Linked DNA regions of Zea mays: region 1 is linked to region 2. A link is a contact called in public Hi-C data. All regions are on one chromosome and are shown on one strand. Each heading gives the region's core, a stretch centred on a gene start, on an enhancer-like site or on the middle of the called end of the contact. The rest is flanking DNA. Distances are from core to core; before and after follow the strand shown.

Region 1 (4,944 bases), core at 918-3,417, 490 kb after region 2:
CCATTCGGCAGCCAAGGACCACACCTTAAAGGCTATATGCTCCTGCACTAAGTCCCTAGTGCTGATGTAGTTGCACACAGCATTAAACGCTGCTAGGAAGCCTTGAGATCTTTTTGTATTCACGACATCATGCCTTCTCAATCCGAAGCAGGATCGGAAAGGCCACTAGATTACATCCTTAATATCCCTCCTTTGACTCAGGTTAATCTTCACATAAAACCACTGCTTCATCCATGAACCCGACCATTTTTCTGAAAGGTTGGCACGGGATGCCTAGCATCTGACAGGTACACGAAGGTATAACATCCGAAGTTATTATGATACTGCTCTTTCCCAGTGACCTTAGTCTGGTAAGACAACTCATGAATATTGCAAAAGCAATCAGCATCTGGTTCCAATCCCTGGCTCCTTATTGCCCAAATGAAGATCCTAACCTTGATTAATGCATCAAGAGTAAGCTGATGAAGAAATATTTTAAACTTTTTCAAGACTTCGAGCAACAACTTGTGTAAGGGGAACCGTAGCCCAGCCTTCATAAAGCTTCGAAAAACCAGTACATCATTTTTCTCAGGAAGAGGAAGAATATTCTCACACCGATTCTCACTAAAGATACATCATGGAAATATCTACCTTTCATAGCCTCAACATGACATTTCTTCACAGTTGATTTACCGAAGACCACGTGACTCAGCCTCCACGGCCAATCTTCAGCATTATCATTATCACTCTCAATATCAAAATCTTCGCTGTCACTAGAATCTTTAGACAGCCCAGCTAAAATCTCATCAGTTATTTTTTCAACATTAGTCCTCTCCATAGTTTCATAAAACACAGCCAGTGCGGGATCCTCACTACTCTTATCTTCGGCCATCTCAACTTTTGTTGAAACAAAAAGTCGAAGCTCGAAAACAGCCGCGGTTACAGTATCAGCAAGCTAAACAACAAAGCCAACACAAGCTTAATAGCATGAAAAATATTTTTATCACAACCCTTATATATATATATATATATATATATATATATATATATATATATATATATATATATATATATATGCAAAGCACTACTGCAAAGTGGCCCCCACGATTCAGAAGGTTTTGTTATTCTAGCGAAGGGAATGTGTTTTTTCGGACCTTCGGCTAAAGGTCTTCGTTCATTTTGCAGTCTGAATTTGTTACAAAGAAACAAACTAATACTGCGAGGAGCTATTGTTGGGGGTCTTCGTCTTCCGAAGATCCTCAAAAACACAGCTAACCATTTGTTATCAACATGTTACTAAGTGTTATAGGAGCTTCGTAATCAGAAAAGCTTCGGCGCAGAATAATGAAAGTGCAACAAAGTAAGCTTCATCATCACGACGCAGGAACACAACGAAAGGTGTTAAGTTGCTAGGAGCATATGACAATATTATCCTTGTGATACTTGTAATTGTATGTAATCTATGAGGGCATAAATGTAATACCTTACGAAGTTGTATGACTGACTATAAATAGATGAACAGTATTCTCATACTGTTCACGCTGGATGAGAATTGCCTTCACGCTTTTATCTTCGAGTAAGCCAAAGGTATCAATGTAATGTACATTTTATCACTTTGTTAATATATGAGATGAATTGTAATATTGTTTAATATATGATGGGAAATGACCAAATGACTTAATATTACATCTATAATTAAGTCTTTATATATGTGAATGATAAAAACTTGTTCTTCAATACCTTTGTCCGAGGCTCACTATACCCGAAAGGTGATAATGCTTAACAGGACAAAGGTCCTTATACTAAACAATTGTGTTGCGTTGTTTTTTATTCACAGCAATAAAAAAATAAGTGACCAACACCCTTCACAACCAAGAAAACCGTTTTGGAATTGAGACACCACGAACTAATATTTATGTCCACAAACATTCTGGTAGTAATAGAGATTGAACAGTTCAGACTTAAAAGCATTATCGTTCGTAGAAATGTGCGTACGCTTTAGCCGCTTATAGAGTGGCTGTGTCTCAACTATGTAATAATTCGTAAAAAGAAGTGACTAGACAGAGCCATGCATCAGAGTTCAGATGGCATGGCAAAGAGGGCAGAGTGGTCTTGCTTCACAATTGCTTGGAGCTTCACGTCAACTCACATGCTCCCAGATATGTAGGCTGCGAGCCTCTCAACAGGCCTTGGGCTGTCCACTTTCACTTCTCCACGGCACCTTATCTTAATCCGTGCCAGGTGCTCAACCGCGATCCATGCAAAGCTAAGCCTTGCTGGCATGTCCTCACAGTCAGACTTGAACATTTCCCTTGACTTCTGGACCCATTCAGGATGGTAGGTTACCTGGTACCAAGCGGAGGCCTTCATCTCGTAAAACCGACTTTTCTCATCATCAGAGATCTCTGTTTGATCTGTCACAATGCTTTCGAAAATGCTCCTAAACTCCTTGTGAAGAGCATAGTATGCATTCTTCAACCTCTCCTTTATGTCCCCCTGCCTTCTGCTGCTGTACTTGGGAAGCGACCATATATGCTCTGTCACAAGCTCTGCTTCAGTGCGCACGCCATATTGGTTGAGCAGTGCGTTCAGTTGTGTTTCATATGAGCACTTGCACTGCCAAGCACTCGAGAGAAAATCAGCTGCACCAGCAACTTCCATATCTGCATCATAAGGCAGATTGTTAGATGTGCAAGTTTCTTCTGGAACCAAATCATCGCTGGAGGCTTCTTGGATTGACCGATAAAGCCTTCCAAGGATCTTCTCTGATCTATAGGAGATAGCATCCTCCTTTCCCATGAAGTCAGGATATAATTTTGGTCGAAGGGATGCTGGCATTGACACAATTTTGCCTGTCTTGGGGAAGTCCACAGCAGTTGCTGCTAGTTCTGCCAACTGAATACACTTCTCATCCATTGCTCCATACTCGCTCATATCAGCGTGAACAACATGAGCATTGCTTATTGGACCCAGTTTCTCATTTACCATGTTCTTCAAGAAGAAACCAACAATATCCTGTGAACAGTAAGATCTTATTAATAAAAGTGTATTGAAAAAAAAGTAATATTTATCACAAACCAAAGACAAAGCAATTTGAAGAAACCCTGTGAAATGATCATCATTTTTGTATATTAGCAATACAATCAGATCAATTGGATAAAAAGTGCAAATGTTTAGTCTCAAAAGCCCTGAAAAGTATTTATGCGTTATATGTACTAATGTTCATGAGTTCTTGACTTTAATTGCAACCTATGTACCTTAGGTATTAGTTGGAGTATTTTGTTTCTTTTTTAGAAAAATACCATGGATTTGTAAAATACATTAGTTTTGACAAACTATAAGGTGTTTGGATGCAACGAGCTTTGTAGTCTTGAAAAACATGGTAATACTAAAAATAGTCCTTTCTGATTTCTCAAAACACCATTCCAGACCTCTTTTTTTATAAACCGTTGTTTTGCACATCTCTTGTTGTAAAACAGAAGTTTCTTGATAATACAGTTTCTCAAAACCACAAGCATCCAAACAGGTCCTTATCTGTTAGCAACACGGGTTACACAAAGAAAACTCGACCTGCGGGAATAAGATCACCCCCATGGCATTATATTAAGAAGATCTTACGCAGGTCGAGAAAACACTAGAACCCCTATCCCACCCATACACAGCAGCACCAAAGCCCATGTGAGAATGTCTGTGACCGGGACCGAGTCTTAGACCTATGCTTTGGTGTGGGATAGACGAGGAGAGTTTTAACCACAGCTTGAAATTTGCTCCTACGAGGAGTCGAACCCAGAACCTAAGAAGGCTACTTAGACTACCTAGCAAACTCGGCTAGAGGCCCTTTTGCACATGGATTACACAGAATGAAGCAAAAGTGATATTGATCCACAATTACAAGACCAGTTTTGATAGGTAAAATCTATGACAGTACTCTACTACTCTATAGCTATAGTTCTCCAAGAACTAAATCAAAACTATATTTAATCCAGCTGTACACATTAGACTTCGCAGCTTACTACCTTCAGAATGATCAAGCTTTAAAAAAATCGGCCGGGAAGGGAATAATGATCAAGCCTTTAGCCTATAATATACCAAATACACACAACACTAGGGATACAGAGTTTTAATTTCTAGGTCACCAAAGTTAATTTAACGGGGGCAAACCTAGTGTCGAAGGCCTCTGTTTTCAAGTCGTTCGACTAATCGTGATTAGTCGCGATTAGTCGAATAGGTCAATTATTAAGGGGCGATTAGGAGTAACGACCCGATTAGGTGTGCTAATCGTTCAGTCGTCCGATTAATCAGCAATTAATCTCGATTAATCGTCCATTTTGGACTAGAAACCAACCATGCATGTTAGGTCTTTTTGACATTAGTCGCGATTAGTCGACTAGGTCAGTTATTAAGGGGCGATTAGGAGTATCGACCCGATTAGGTGTGCTAATCGTTCAGTCGTCCGATTAATCTCGATTAATCATCCATTTTGGACTAGAAACCAACCATGCATGTTAGGTTTTTTTTGACCTCCTGTTTTTTGACCTAGCTACAATTCCATATGAACAGCTGCCGCCAGCAAAGAAGACAGTTGCTCAAACCGCCATGAGTTCATTTGTTGTTTCTGCTCCTCCAAAGCCAACTACCCAAAAGGCAAGCAAGTCAGTGAATACCAAGCTTCGCAAGTCTCCAGAAGTAGTTGTAGAGAGGCATAAAAACAAAACCTCTTAGTCTACACTAGAGCACTGCACAAAGAAAGGAAAAGGAAGCCAAACAAATTGTTGACGACCATGTTGATGATTTTCTTTGAGAACAAGATTCCAATGCACGTCAACTCAAGGAGTTGGGAGGTTATGTTGGATTCCAATGGGCAGTATCAGTATGGTCCTAGATACCGCGGCCTATCATACCATGACGCTAGGGTACTTTGTCTTGAGAGAGATATCAAGAGGACATCAACATTGAGGTAGAAGC
Region 2 (4,616 bases), core at 605-3,104:
TGGTTGTGGACATTGCATTCTACTTTTGATTTTGTGCTATGTTTGTGATTGTGGACTATTAGACATCTCATTCCACTTTGTTTGCGGTTGTCGACTTGCTATTAGTTGAACTTGTGTTATTGTGGTAATGTGGTTGTGGACATGTCATTTTGCACAATATTATTATGTGAACTTATGTTGGTTGTTTGGTATTTGACTTTATATAATTGTCTAAAATTATGATATATTGAAATTTCCCTATGTTGTTTAAAACTACGTTTAAACTTTGTTTAAACCGTTTAAAAGTTAAAACTCCACCCATTAGCGTTTCAACGTTTCGTCGTTTTAATAACCATGGTCAACTGTGATCTGATAAAGCTCATTCTTTCTCGGATATAACAACAAAAACATCCTTGGGCGACCACCTTCGCCTTGAAACTTTGTCTATTGGATTGATTATGGCACACTCAGCTGCCTCAAGACGGTACCCAATGACAATCTCTTTCCTCTACCTAGCTCGCAGAATGACTTCAAAGAAATTTAATTCCTCTTCTTCTCTAAGGTACAGATCAGAAGGTCGTATTTGCATTTCATTTCACTGTAAAGGGTGCAGTTGCAAATACAGATTAACCAGACAGAAACATGAGAAGACACATGATTCAAAAGCAGCCAAGATGCTAACTTAGAAATATAATTAGGCAAAGCGGAGCATGAGAAGAATCATATTTCTAAAGAATAAAAGGAAAAAAGTGAACTTGAATAAAACTGTCTAATCATAATAGTCCACAGCTATTCACATAGTTCTTCAGTCTACATATGGGATTTCATAGGTAAGGTTAACCCGCAACTGTCAAATCTCATTTGGGAGGGCGGGGCGGAGGAAGTGGAGGAGGGTCGTGCTCATCGCCGTCGCTGTTGGCTATCACGATCGAGAGAATGGCTTGGGGAGGGGATGGAGGTGGAGGACCCACAATACCCTTCAAATGTGGTAATTACTGTGACAAGCCCGCAACATATGATCCAATCGCTCAACCCGCGTGAGAAACTCCAGACGCCTCGCATCTCTAGCGCTTCTCCGCGATCACCAAAGGTTCATAAACCAGCGTGTGATTCAGCATCGCAACCGCGCACGAACCCATACCCAGCCGTTCGATTTCCCCCGCTGCCTGCTTCCCGTGCCCCCAAATTGAGCCACCCATGTCACCAACCCCACTCCAACAGTCTCGAAACCACGGGAACCCCCAAGGGGTGCCGCACAGCTGAGAGCAGCAAATTTCGGGCCACGCCCGACGGAACGGATCGAGGAGGCACGAGTTAGGGCTCGAATCACCTGGTTGGGCGAGACGGAGGTCGAGGAGTCCATGGCGAGCCTGCCCGCAGACGCGACAGCCTCCGCCATTCCTCTACAGCATCCGCCGGGCCGAGCCCTCGATTGGATCCAAACCCAAGCGAGCAACGCAAACACACAAGGACGGGAATTAGGTGAAAGAAAAAGGAATGAGCGCGGGTTTATGTGAGAGGAAAAATGAAGGGGGCGTCGGTGCAGAGGCGATGAGGAAGGGAGAGCATCACGCGCGGAGAGAGCGGGCGTAGTTTAGGGCTGGGGTGTTACGGGACGGAGGCAGGCGGAGGCACGGTGAAATATTGTGGACGCTCTCGTTGGATCCTTATAGAGTAGTAGAGATTTCAAATGGGTCTTATTCGCGAGAGCTAGACCATAGCCAACACAACAGTGGATTACGTTACCCCGTGGCCCACAAGTCATTCGTACGCCGCTGATCGATACATGTGGACCAGGTAATTCCCCATCGTTTAATTTGTGTTCCTAAAAAAATTGTCACGAAAAGACTAAATGCTAAAATAGGGGTCCCAACAGCCCGACTCCTTTCCTTTTCTTCCCAATCCTCCTCTCTTTCTTACGCCCTCCGGATTCGTTGCCTCGCTCGCGTCGCCCCTTCCCACCCCGGGCCTGCGTGGTTCAAGGAATTGGAGGCAACCTAATCGGCGGTCAGGAATGCTTCAAGAGTTCGTCGACAACGTCATCGCCGTCACAAAGGAGTAAGCAGCCTCTCCTCGTACCCCCGCGGCGATTTCAATATATGCATATGCGGTTTATCCAGGGAATGGGTCGTCAGAGCGCGGGGAATCAGGCAATCACCGACTTGTGATGATTTGGTGCGTTTGGTAGGAGATGGTTGTGGTGTGGTTTCAGGGTTACGTTGATTGATGAAGGGATTCGGGCCACGAGCTGTTCGTTGCTAGCTTGGGATTAAGTTGGGTTAATATGTGCTGCTGTAGATTTCGTAGGACGTTGGACTTTGCACTTATTATCTTAACACGCTTTTGCATATGCATGCCTAATTATTTTCGTATGCTCAAATTATTAAGCTGATTGCTGGAGATCTGTTAACAAAGGATTTTTGAGGATGATGGGAATGCGGGAGCCATGGCATGGTTCTCACTTCCAATGTTTCGCTTTTCCGTTCGAAGCCATGGCATTGTGCAATCGAACTATAAATACAGGCCGCTAGAGTCCAGGAAAATTGTTTTTATTTTCTGACATTACAATAGTAGATTCATTGTGCACACCAACATGCGCAAAGGTACCGTTGTTCAATCCTAGAAAGGCAGAGGCTAGCTCTAAATCATCAGCATGAATACTCCCTTTGCTATTGTAGTGCACTTACCTGTGATGGGCGACTGGTAAAATGGAGGTGCACAACCCTCACTAGTCACTAGAGCTAGCATGAGTTAGTTCAAATATGATTGAACTTGAGTATTTAGACTTTTTAACAAGCAAACAGTATAACTATTGCTTATTTAAGGTAATTCTATATTAATTTTTTATTCTATTTCTCCCTGTATATCTTTGATTATGAATTTTGAAAGGTGTGTACTATGCCAGTGCTGTATTAACTAACAAATAACAAACAATGAAGATATAGAGCTGTAACTGACAAATAACAAATAATGAAGGTATATATCTGTGTTAACTGACATATAACAAACAATGAAGATATAATGCTGTTTTTACCCCGTATGTCATCACAGGTTGAGTAGACCTGTTAGAAAAAAAAACAAGCTCTATGTTATTGTTCTTCTAATAAATCCTATTTCAAATGGTTGCAGTAACTATTATCTACTATGTATGGATTGTTAGTGATTTTGCGATTGTAGGAGTGGCCATGCTCAGAAAGATTTAGTTTGATGAGCAAAAACTTAGTTTGAAAGATTCTTGTATCCTGAGAATTTTATCTGGACAAATGTATTGTAGGAAATTGCAAATTCTATAGAATATACACAAAATTAGACTGGGATGATTTCTTATGAAGTAATGCTTTGTTTGCTTCTTCATGGAAACAAAAAATTATTTGGCAAACACTAAACAATTCGTGAACTTATTTGGCCTCTACTAATGAATTCATTTGTGGTTCTGAAACATGTTAACAATGCCAGCTATCATAAAAAATCCCATCTGATGTATAAACCACTGGGTCTGCAGTACTGGGTTCTAGTGTGAATAATTGGACCTATATACAAGATACCGGCAGGATATTGAATGATTAGTTTCTTTGATATTTATGAAAGTGGACCCCTAATTACATTGGCTTACAATATCCTTTTCAAAGATGTTAATAAACTGTCAGATGGGATTATCTTTGGCAAATTTATGGGCTTGTGGACCATAACCATAACATCTGACTTTGGCAAACCAACTACATATTTTACTTTCTGTGTACACACAATGCTTGTAAGTTGTAAACCAGAATTTTGTTGTTGTGGAATCGTGGAGGAACTTCCATTTCCATTCATTTTTGCATGTGTTCCATTGAAGCATGAGGCTTTTGAAATCCTTGGTTCTATGTATAGTTCTGTACATTGCTGATAGTTCATCTTGTTTTAGCCCTGCTGAACAGTTCTAGTTTAAAACACTAATTTGCATTTAACACGTGCTCCATGGGAGACTGAAACATTAGCTTTAGAAACTCTTGATTTTGTCTGTAAGTGTAATTGTTTTGAAGACAAGAAACATAAAAATACAAGTTAGTTGATCTTGTCTTAGACCTTATGTAGATATTGCTAGTTAACTTCTGGCACTTCTATTGGCAGATCTGTGAAGACATTTACATATGAGTCACTGAACAACATTGCAAGGTTCATAAATGGAATGTCAGCACTCCTATTGACACTATTACCTGGAAAAGGCAACATTTTAGAAGGGATAAATGGCTGGGAACTTAAGCCAGCACTCCGTGGGCCGCGTCTTCCTCGTTGGATGGAAAGGTAGTCTAATTTTCTTCACAACACTTCCATTAAGGTAGAAATTTATGGATATGATGTGTTTGTAGCATTGAGAAACATCCAATACTTAAAACCAAGCAGATAAATAGCGAGTATTTATTCCTTAAGCACAATTTCTTTACATGCATTTGAATCCACATGACCTGTTGTTGCATATTCTCTACGAGTTACTTCCTCCCATTGAGAACTATTGTTGGTTGATGCAGAGCTTTGGATAGACTCTATATCAATATTGAGACATGGTAAATGATGTGGTCCAGTTTGTTTCCAATGCATACTAAATTATTTACGTGAAATATTTTAGCCTGGTGAAATATCCCATCGCCCTGTATATT

Evidence for each region. A called contact is a pair of places that touch in the nucleus more often than the background predicts.
Region 1: a Hi-C map of leaf shows a contact between it and region 2, with 5 times the contacts expected there. The contact joins the enhancer-like site here to the promoter of LOC100193803 in region 2. A contact is called at or near these places in 7 of 25 Hi-C or Micro-C datasets (ear, endosperm, leaf and 2 more).

The regions. Positions count from the first base shown.
Region 1 is chr3:89,760,659-89,765,602 of Zm-B73-REFERENCE-NAM-5.0, forward strand. It overlaps LOC100274261, which reads right to left. Exons shown (of 2, transcript NM_001148625.2): 2 at 1,846-2,994. The coding sequence ends at 2,125. Among protein-coding and RNA genes, the nearest start is that of LOC100274261, 33 kb to the right of the region's middle. Within about 2 kb of position 2,168, at least 3 of the 20 cell types and tissues checked have an H3K27ac peak or open chromatin away from gene starts, as enhancers often do.
Region 2 is chr3:89,268,355-89,272,970 of Zm-B73-REFERENCE-NAM-5.0, forward strand. LOC100193803 (alpha/beta-Hydrolases superfamily protein) reads left to right here and starts at 1,855. Exons shown (of 9, transcript NM_001310458.1): 1 at 1,855-2,037; 2 at 4,090-4,263. The coding sequence starts at 1,994. LOC103650372 (DNA polymerase V family) reads right to left here and starts at 1,662. Exons shown (of 3, transcript XM_008675956.4): 1 at 1,310-1,662. The coding sequence starts at 1,378.